Linked DNA regions of Rattus norvegicus: all the other regions are linked to region 3. The links are chromatin contacts, called in public Hi-C maps. All regions are on one chromosome and are shown on one strand. The core of a region is the stretch at or near the end of the contact, and the rest is flanking DNA. Distances in the headings are between cores, read along the strand shown. Region 1 overlaps Plppr1 (phospholipid phosphatase related 1). Region 2 overlaps Plppr1 (phospholipid phosphatase related 1). Region 3 holds the start of Baat (bile acid CoA:amino acid N-acyltransferase).

What was found. A called contact is a pair of places that touch in the nucleus more often than the background predicts.
Region 1: a contact with region 3 is called in a Hi-C map of liver, with 4 times the contacts expected there. The contact joins the enhancer-like site here to the promoter of Baat in region 3. A contact is called at or near these places in 3 of 12 Hi-C or Micro-C datasets (kidney and liver).
Region 2: a contact with region 3 is called in a Hi-C map of liver, with 4 times the contacts expected there. The contact joins the enhancer-like site here to the promoter of Baat in region 3. A contact is called at or near these places in 3 of 12 Hi-C or Micro-C datasets (hepatocytes, kidney and liver).

The regions. Positions count from the first base shown.
Region 1 is chr5:68,427,862-68,431,412 of GRCr8, forward strand. All of the region lies in intron 2 of Plppr1 (phospholipid phosphatase related 1), which reads left to right. Among named protein-coding and RNA genes, the nearest start is that of Trnaa-agc32, 50 kb to the right of the region's middle. Within about 2 kb of position 1,275, at least 1 of the 93 cell types and tissues checked has an H3K27ac peak or open chromatin away from gene starts, as enhancers often do. A contact at or near this core is called in liver, where this site is marked.
Region 2 is chr5:68,506,037-68,509,762 of GRCr8, forward strand. It overlaps Plppr1 (phospholipid phosphatase related 1), which reads left to right. Exons shown (of 8, transcript NM_201271.3): 6 at 2,769-2,945. Among named protein-coding and RNA genes, the nearest start is that of Trnaa-agc32, 29 kb to the left of the region's middle. Within about 2 kb of position 1,970, at least 1 of the 93 cell types and tissues checked has an H3K27ac peak or open chromatin away from gene starts, as enhancers often do. A contact at or near this core is called in liver, where this site is marked.
Region 3 is chr5:68,654,813-68,658,248 of GRCr8, forward strand. Baat (bile acid CoA:amino acid N-acyltransferase) reads right to left here and starts at 1,325. Exons shown (of 4, transcript NM_017300.2): 1 at 1,179-1,325.

The DNA of each region.
Region 1 (3,551 bases), core at 25-2,524, 230 kb before region 3:
AAGGGGATGGAAACTGGAAGGAGAAATGTGGAAATAAATGAGCCAAAGTCCTAAGTCACAGACAAAATAAAGTAAAACAAACAAACAAGCAAACAAATAAACACACATCCTAGTTCACTCTCCTGTTCACTTTGGAATCAGTACAACACTATAGCATGTTCAGAGTCATAATCTGCAAGGACGTTCACCTACCACACAGGCCAGTTCTCTCACCTGGTGGTCAACCACTAGATCTGATTTGAGAAGTTTCTTATTCAGCATTGGATCAATCCTCAGTGGCTTTGTGTTGAAATGAAAACAGAGATCATATACAGTTATCCATGTCAAACACAGAAGCTCAGGAATCAGAGTAGTTCATGGGTGTAATCCCAACATTTGGGAAATAGGTGCAGGGGGATTTAAGGTCAGCCTGGGTTACCTAAGGAACTGTCCCCAGGTATTCTGTAAGATTTCTACGGCAGCTGCACTTGTTAATTTCCCTTTCATTACATTTTCCAAACTCTAGGGTTTTAGCAACAGAAACAGAATGTCACCAACCTAAATAGGGACAACTTCATGATACTGATTGTTTCTTCTGTGAGAATAAGCAACATCTGGATATTGAAACTTACTTTCTATTTCCTGTTCATGAACTGAAGACACATAAAATGCAGAGGGGCCATCCAATATTCAATTATTTTAAGAATCTCTTCCTGATAACCCGATGCATTTCTTCCAGCATCTTCCCTGCACATAAGTTTCGCTTCATAAATTGGGATCATTTATATCTCATGTAAGGAAGGATCTCTTTATTGACCTGTCACAAAAAGGTTATTTAAATAAGACACCTCGGTCTAAAATGCTTTGCACTTGAAAGCAGTCAGCTCTGAATCTCTGCAATGTGATCTTATCAATGTGATCTTATCAAGGTCTTCAGCAGGAAGTAAAATTAGACATGGAAACTGCCTGTGAATTTGGAGAACCCGTTTGGAGGGGCACAGTCAGCAACATCAGCAGATTCCATGGCTTCCAATTTTTTCTGTGCCTTGCCAAGTGACTGAAGTCCAGAGACAATTTGACGGGTGCCTTCTGACTTTAATTAATGTTTAATAGTCGGTGGCAAAAAATGTTCCTCCTCTCATAACTTCTCATTAAGTCCCTTTTGAATCAGTTAACACTGTTTAGAAAGATGTAGATATTTTCCCTAATTATGGTAATCTTGACTAGTGTCGTAAAAAACCATTGCTCCACATCACACTGTCAGAGATCGTTACAGATGTGTACACACGTCCTCCCTTCCCCCTCCTGGAACCAATCCAGTCATGGCTGCAAATTCAATTTACTTAAAAGATTTAAGGAAGAGAAGGGAAAGCCCACTATATCATCATATCCCATTCAGTCAATTCCAGAATAAAAGTGGAAGTGTATTCATCAAGACCCAGTGTTTAAACATCAAGGACTATTGATACAGAATTCTGTTTTCTTTTAGTAAATTTCATTACTATAAAACCCCATTCATTCTGCAGAGCAAGAGTGAGTCGAGACAATGGACTTCCACATTTCCCATGCTTGCTATTTCTATCCTGTCGAGAGAGAGCCATAGGGTTATAAGCGGCTCTTCTGAGATTCTCTAATTTATATGATAAGCAAGCTTGAAAGAACCAGGCACACAGGGCTTAACTCCTTTCTCCTGCCTTCATCTTGGGAGGCAGATACCACAGGGAACTTGTGCTCTACTCTGTTCTATGTGGGAACAGTCGTGGTTTCCTGTCGTGGAGCGCAAAGCTACCTAATTACATGGTTCAGTCCTAGGAGGCCCATCTTAGCCTCATGCTGTAAACCAGTGTTTAGAAGAATCGAAGACTCGAGGGTTATTTTAATACTGGCCCTGTATACACTTGGGAGGCTACCATGTGTTTCATGTCTAGCCCTCTTTGAAGTCCATGCTACTAAACAAAGGCTGAATATTAAAAAAAAAAAAAAAGTAAAGCACCACACCCCTTTTTAGGGATGGGTTTTTGGTTTGGGCATTATTATTATTATTATTATTATTATTATTATTATCTTTAATCTTTTTTACAGTCTAGTCGTTATCCTCCATCCAGGTCTGTCCTCCAGCAGTTTCTCATCCCATTCTCCTCCCCCCACCCAGTCTCCAAGAGGATGTTCCCACCCCACACCACACACTATCAGGTCTCCCCACTCTCTGGGACCTCAAGTCTCTTGAAGGTTAGGTGCATCTTCTCTCACTGAAGCCAAACCAGGAGGTCTTCTGCTGTATATGTGTTGGGGCCTCGTGCCAGCTAATGTATGCTGGTTGGTAGCTCACTGTCTTAGAGATCTCTGGGGTCAGGTTAGTTGAGACTGCTGGTCTTCAATGGGGTTGCCCTCCATGTTTTAAAAGAAGCTTTATTATATTTTTTCTTTCACATGACTGTCTACTCCAAATTTCCATTTCGTTTTATTGTAAATACTGCTGAGCTCTCTGTCCTTTCTTGGTCCATCCCACATCTACTACATTAAAAGGAACCATGAGAAGAGTTGGAAGTGTCTGGGGCCCAAGGTTTTCTCAGCAGTAGGTCATTGGTAGTATCAATGCTTACATCTTGACATTTTTCCTTTGCCCATATTAGGAATTATCCTCCCTGTTTTACTGAGTTTTCATGAGGATGAGAGACTTTCCCCACACTCACATAGCTGCCACAGAAGAGCAAGGATTTGCACTGGCGGGCCCCCAAGCCAGCAACTCCACAACTGTCACAAGCTTCAACATTTGATTGCCATGACCACTGAATGGTGGAAGGGAGGGGACAGGAAAAGGTTCTCTATAAGGAAAAGGCTGTGATTCAGGAGCCAACCGTAGCCTGCTAGCTCCTGACCAAGCATCAGGCCATAGTTCTTTAGTTTTGTTTTCTTTCTGCTCTCAAATAGTTGAGCCATATGCAGGAAACACACTCTCTCTCTCTCTCTCTCTCTCTCTCTCTCTCTCTCTCTCTCTCTCTCTCTCTCTCGTTATATAATGAGATCCTGTCTTAAACAAACAAATACAAATGAAAGAAATGAGGCTGATAAAGACCTAAGTTGGGCTTTTAGCATGTGCTAACACGTGTGTGCACGCATGTACATACACACACACACACACACACCATGCTCACACACACAAAATACGCTCACACACACAATATACTACACATACACACATCACACTCTCACACACACATACACATACACAAACATACATACACCACACACACACACACACACACACACACACACACACACACACACACAAGCATTGATTACTTTGTGTTACCACAATAAAAAATTACTTTAGAGAAAGGTATCACCCATTCTAATTCCGGTGCTCTGACTCTGCTAGTCTGCTTGTGAGAAGGATTTTCCCTTTCCTGTTACTCTAAGGACCAGAGATGCCAGGTTTCTTCTGACTCACGACGGACCATTTTATGACTCCTCTCCTTCTTAGAGTTTCACATGTTTAATCTTCTGCCTCCAGGTTTCTATGTTTGATCATCGAACCGTGCCATAGTTAAGGCATAGTCTCCAAAGCATTA
Region 2 (3,726 bases), core at 720-3,219, 150 kb before region 3:
TCTCCATGCCGAGGTTCCGCTGGGCTGTGTCTCTCACCCTTCCCACCACCATTGTGTCATCCCTGTCACGTGGTGACTTAAGTCTTTCTCTCACTGTGGATAAAATAAGCCCCACCCTAATCCATTCCTAATCCTAACCTTCCATAGATCTTAGTTTGAAGAGAACTTTGATAATTGTCCATTTATACCCTCCTGGTTTATAGGTGAGGAAACCAAGGCCTCATGAATACCTAAGAATACACAGTCAGAGCTGTGGCTAAGCTCCTGGAACTGGAACTCTCTGAATATTCTGCCACAGTTTTGACTGGTTTCAGAACAGCATACCTTGCTCGTCCCTACCTGTAGGTTTTCAAGTGTTGACCTGGATGTGGTTAAGCTCACAGTGTGCAGGTCAGAATTAAACCTGTGTCTCCTGTGATTCTTGCAACATGCGTTATGCTCTGTTAAGAGTTGGATATTCCCAGAAGAGTCTAAGACCCCAAACTTCACTTCTCCCTAAATCACACAGTCTCCCATTGCTCTGCTAGGTCATAATGCATTGTCTGTTTGTTTTGCTCTCATCCGAGGAAGAGCAATGGTACCTTCTTGTTTTCCTACATTTTAATTCACATGCATGTTGGAAATGGCTTATTTCATCTTTCTCTGATCTATGCTTCTTTTGAACCTAGAACTCAAGAGCACAACTCTGAGCTAGAACACATATAAGCCAACACCACAAGGTCATTCACTGGTGCGTTTGTCATGTACCTTTCGTGGGTGCAAGTGGCCATTGGTCAGACCCCTAAGGAAGACAGAGTTAAGGCTCCTTCAGACTACCCAGATATTCTGGGGTACCTCAACTTCCTCCTCAGCCCCATCTCGGCGTTTAGTGTGTTTCCTGGTTTTCAGAATATTGATTGGTTCCTAAATTTTCTGGAGTGATAATTTGTATAAAGCCATGTGCTTTTGCTTCTCTCCTGTTTTGCATTTTTATCAGATTCAAGTAACTACTGTGTGAAATTGATTTTGATAATGCCATTAGAAAAATAAACGGGTAACTTAAACCAGTGTGTCATCATCAGATGAAACCTGAATATCGGCAGCAGCAGAAAGAATTCGCCATGCTGGCTTCATCCAAGGATTCGGACATCATCCTGTTTAAAGCAGGCCTCGCACTCAATTAGATAAACCCAGATACAACATTCTGACTGAATAAACGTTTTCTGTTATGTGCTAAATTATGCTTTCAGGATTACTCAAGACTGATGGATATGCTAATTGCCAGGGCTTCATTGCAAGATGCATAGAGGTGCTGAAACACTACACAGCTCTCCTAAATATCTGCAATTATTATGTGCCAAATATAGAGAAAATTCTAATGAAAACGTTCAGCAGTTGCTTTCTAGGTACCATGTAATATTGTGAAGAATATCAACTAATGGTCTATGTTCTTCATGGTTGATATTTTACAGGAATGACTCAAACATACCTAGAAAACAATAGAGAAGCACAAAACATCAAATTGGACATATGTATTGCATTTAACACTTTAAGCAACAATTCCCACAGTCAGAAGATCACAATATTTTACAATCTATGTAACTTTGATCTACCAGAGTTTTTTGCACCACCTGTTATACAGGCTCAAGAAGCATCTGTATCCCACTAGGATTCATGCTAGAGTTGAAGAATCTTCCTAGAAATCAATTTCCCAATGTAATATTGCCAGATTCATCTACATGAATGTATTCATACTTGGGACATCAAATATTCTATAGGTTATAATCTTAACTCTCAGCCTTGCGGGAGGAGGGGGATTAGGGTTACTGAACTCACCACATTTGATCAGAAATAATGAGATAAGTCTGTAGTCCTAGAACCCACATAGGAGGTTGAGACAGGATTGAAGCAAGTTTGAGGCCAGACTGGGCTATGAAGTCCATCTGAAAAGAAAAAGGGAAATGGTGGGTCACCAGTGCCCTCTAGTGCTGTTTTACCAAAGTGTTGTAGTTTGCCAGAAGCATGTTTTCTTACGTGTGGGCATTACGGATACATTTGATAACAACAGTCCACGTTCCCAGTGTCAGAGAGTGCAGCAGCTTTCATTTTGTTCGGATCCTTCACCCTTTTAGGTATTGTGGTACACAAGAATTTTAGTGTTTAAAGCACTTTGAAGTAGACAAAGAAATAGCAAACAAATGTAGCAGAACACATTTGTCCCCGATATGAAAATCAACTTCCAGCGTAATAGTGACCCATAGTTGTGACTGGACCATTCAGATTAGGTCCACTAAGTAGTCAGTGAACAATTTTATATGCTGGCCCCAAAGTGTGCAGACAGTAGTATAGGGCACAGAAAAAAAATCAAATGTGAAATGTCTCCCCTACTTGATATCTTCTGCCACAAACGCATTCAAATAGAAGGTTTACCTGTTATCTAAGAATTTTATATGAATTTTGTAATATCACCACTACATAATTCTCTGGTTCTTAACATAAAAACTATGTGTTCTGCATCCAGCTATTGCTCTTCAATTATTCCTTCTGACAGTATAATTTTTGTTGGGAAACTCATGACGATGCAAAAGTCACTAACAAACTCAGGTTCATTGTCATCGCTACCCTGTTTCCAGACTAACTTACTAGCTTAATGAAGTTGTCCAATGAGATGTAATTTCTAAGGGTCCCTTCCTCAAAGTCCCTGCTTCCGACCTGGGATATGTGTACACTCCTGTGGATGCTCCAGTACAAGGACAACCTGGGACTCACCAGTCTCTCTCCCCCTGCAGATGTACATCACAAGCACAATCAAGACAAAGAGCAGTCGGCTGGCCAAGCCAGTGCTGTGCTTGGGGACCCTCTGTACAGCCTTCCTGACAGGCCTCAATCGGGTCTCAGAGTACCGGAACCACTGTTCAGACGTGATTGCCGGCTTCATCCTGGGCACCGCAGTAGCCCTGTTTTTGGTAGGTCAGCCTTCCTCCTTCCACTTCTTCCATTTTATGTCCTCTGTGTAAAGTCACGGCTCACTGACTTTCCCAGAGTCCAGTCTGAGTCATTGTTACCCATGTCCCTACCCTCTAAACAGCAATTCTCCAAAGAATATGTATGCTTTTCTACAAGAAGAAAATCAGAGTTCCTTTCTTTGAGAAATATGACTCACCAAGTTTCTTGAAAGAGTCAAGGAGAATGCTGTCTTCAAGAAAGATGGCGATGCTCTGTGCTCGAGCTCTCAGCTTGGTCATGAAGATTGATAGCATGGTATGCCTTTATGTGAGTGTTTGAGTATTTGCACTCAGTGTGTGGGGGTCAGGAATAATGCGGGTTTCTAGGTAAAGCACAGAGGACTGACGTCACTAGTGGATCAGACTCCCTCCTGCAAAAGAAGGGGTCTGCAACGCAGGAATTGTCTTAGCGTACATGTATCTACCTTCTCAGACATAGGGAAACCCCACAGCTAATCACTCACCTTTCAGAGGCCTCTTTGTCTGAACATTCCTCTTGGCATCTGACTTCAGCTAAGTGTCTTCTACAGTTGTCGTCCCTGAAGTCTTTTGGCAGGTACAGCTGCGTCCAGATCTTCACAGTTCTGATGATGTTTTAGTTCTTCAAATAGATGGAGACTCATCTATGTGCTCCTGTGGGAAATCCCCAAATCTGACTTGAACTGGAAAAAAAAAAGAATCTTCATTCTTTTTTTCCTGTTCCATTGAAGAATGGTGGGGATATGGAGATACACACTGTCCA
Region 3 (3,436 bases), core at 75-2,574:
ATCACATAGCCCCCAGAGATAGAACTCAGCTTGTCAGACTGGGCCACAAGCAATATCACTGCCCTCCCCCTTTCAGATATTGCTTTTATACAACACATCCAGGATCCATTTTTTTATTATGATGCATAAAATTTATTTAAAATTCGTGAATCCAAGAGAAAAGAATCACTATATTAGAAAGAAAAGCATCCCAGATGTTGGAATTACCAGACAGCAAATATAAAGGTACCAGTCATAAGGACAGCTCAGAGTAAACCAGGAAGAGAAAAACCAAGATGAAAGATTAGAGGACGTGAGGCATGGGAAAATGTTCAAACAGTTATGGTTTAATATACTGAGTAAATTCTCTAATAATTGGCACCTTGGAAAGATGCGTTAGAGATAGGCACAGGGGAAATACTTATAAAAACTAGGGCTGAATTTCCCCTCAATTCACCAAAAAGCACCAGGTTACAGTCACAGAAGTATAACAAATATGGGGACAAACCCAGCTGAAATTCCAGCTCTCATTATAATCAAACTGCTAACACACAACAAATTTTAATGTAGCCAGAGAAAAATGGACACGTTACAGAGGAAACCGACAAACATAAAATAACACTTGGCTTTATCATAAAGACAATGCACAAATCAGGAGGCAAAAATCCCTCACTCATGGTGCTCAAAAGAGAAAAATAAATAAATAAAGTGAAATGTTTAAAATTCCTTACCCAAGAAATATCCACATCAAAAATGGAGACAAAAGAAAGAAATTTCAATGGGGAAGAGGAGAAAATACATTTTCAGTAAACAATACTTCAAGAAATGATGAAAGGCAAGAGCACATTTATTATCTGGGTAAATATGAAAGCCCTTTTCAAAATTTCATCACTTATATAGATACATGATATGAACTTAAAAATAGTTAAAAGTCTATAGCCCGTTCAAAATAAAAGTAACTGTAGTATGAGGTTTATCTACGAAATATGACAATTAGGTGGAAATGTTGTAAATACAGGATTCTTATATCCCTGTTTTTCAAGTAAGATTTTCTGCAGGTAGATAGCGATAACTTCAAGTACTTATCAAGAGTACATCGAGCTAAGAGATAAAAGATATGAAAGCTACTAGGCGTCAGAGCAATTCATTAAAGGAGCAAGCTGCAAAGAAAAGAGTCCAGCTAGCTAATAATCACTTACCGTAGTTCGACAGCAACCCTCTGAAATGCAGAGTGCTCTGGATAAGGAGGCCCTGTAGGTTAGCACAGATGCACAGGACTTCCCAATCAAGGTTCTGACAACTTTGTGGATAAGAGTTTTGAAAACTTCAGACTATCCAGTTAAGGCTGGGGAAAAAGTCTTAGTATTTCCCTCCTCAACCAAGCATAAGTAGGCTGAACCAAGAGAGGTGATTAAGATCTTGGAATTTGGACTTTGGATAAATGCCTGAAATAAAGATATCTAAAAATAAAAGCATCAGAGCTGCCAGTGTGGAAAAGCCCTAACAAACAGCCTTTCACAGCAACTCTTCTCTGAAACCCTGTCCTTTGCTGGAGTGTGGCCCAGAGCTCCTGTGTACCCAGCACTAGGGAGACTGAGGCAGGACGGAAGTTAAAAACCAGCCTGGGCTACATAGGGAGACCCTGTGTCAGGAAAACAAAAGAGCAAAACAACAACAAAAAGAGACTGTCTCTGTGACACAGCGTGTGTTATTTCAAATGGAAGTCTCGAAGGCAAGGGAATAAAATCATCTGGGATTCACTCTTGCACACGTTCTGTTCTCAATACTGGCTCAGAGCTGGGGACACAACTTCCAGGGTATGGGGCCTCCTTGTGGTCTTTCTGGATGAGCCTGTTTGGGTTTTGCACGTCATCGCTGGAACGTGAAGAGATAGACAGCTGAAAGCTATAACCGCAGCCATTTTATGTTTGTCAAGAAGGCATAAGCCCCTGTTAGATTCAAATGGGAGGGGGGAGCACAGACGTCTTTTGACAGTGAGTTAAATAGCAATATGGGTAAGGGAGGATGGTATGGGATATACGCATGCACTTCTGTTTCAATTTTACTGCCATTTGCAATCTTTTGGGAATAAAATATGCCACAGCAGGAGTAGGGGAATAAGGGAGCAAATGATAAATCAAATGAGTAGAAAGTGAATACCAAGATGGGGAATTTCAACATAACCATATTTCAGACTGCATTATGGGACTGAAGAGTCAGCTCTGTAGTCAGGAACACTGGCTGTTCTACCAGGGGAAGAAGACTCCTAACACTCGCATCATGACTCATAACTGTCCATAACTCCAGTTTCCAGTATTCTGATGCCCTTTTCTGGCCTTTGCAGCACAAGGTACATAGGTGGCACATGAGCATACAGGCAGGTAAAACACCCACATACGTAAAATAAAAACAGAAATGAGAGAAAAATACAGGGATGGTTGAAGAGAGGTGAGGTGGCTATTCTTGGTTGTCAACCTGACTGTATCTGGAATGTACGAGGGACAATTATATCATGCTAGATGTAATTAAGACCTGGTAAAATATACAATGTGTTTATGATTGCAGATTGGATACTTACATTATGTTTAGGTGTTCTTGTGATCTGGTTATTGTTATCATTTTGAAATTAAACATGGCATAAGGAAATATGATTGTGTGTCAAGTTGAAAGGGGGTAGATTTGTAGTGGCTATTCTTGTTAACTTGATTGCTTTGGAATCAGCTACAATCCAGAAATGGAGGGCTTACTTGTGAGAGGTTGTGGGGGTTTGTTGTTGCTGCTGTTGTTGTTGTTGTTGTTTTTGGTTTTTTGTTTGTTTGTTTTCTTTTGAAGTGAATGAACAGTTCCAGTCCAGACCTTTTAGGCAGGAAGACACACACACATTTGACCTGGCTCTTGAGGACGGAATACACACCCTTAATCTGGGGAACACCTTCTGCAGGAAGCCTATACAAGGACTTAGAAGAAGGAAGCTTTTGCTCTTTGCTTGCTTGCCCTTTCCTTGATAGTACATCCATTCCTCGACGGGTATTAGAACCTACTTCTTAGGATTCTAGCACATACTGAAGGCCACATGAGACATTTAGCCTGTAGAGTGAGAAACTACTGAATTCTTGAACTTTCCATCACAGCCAGCCACTGTTAGCTTACCTGAACTGCAGCCTATAATATCATTCTATTAATTCTGTTACTCTAGAGAACCCAAATACAGGTGAGCTTGTTTTGTGCCTTATCCAGGCTTCCCCCCAAAGCTCATTTTGACATAACAGCAGCAAATAATTTATTTCGAGGGGTTAAAAGATATACAGTGGGGCTAGAGAGATTGCTCAATGGTTAAGAACAGTGATTGCTCTTTCCCAGGTCCTGAGTTCAATTCCCAGCAACCACATGGTGGCTCACACCCATCAGTAGTGGGATCCGATGCCCTCTTCTGGTGTGTCTGAAGACAATTACAGTG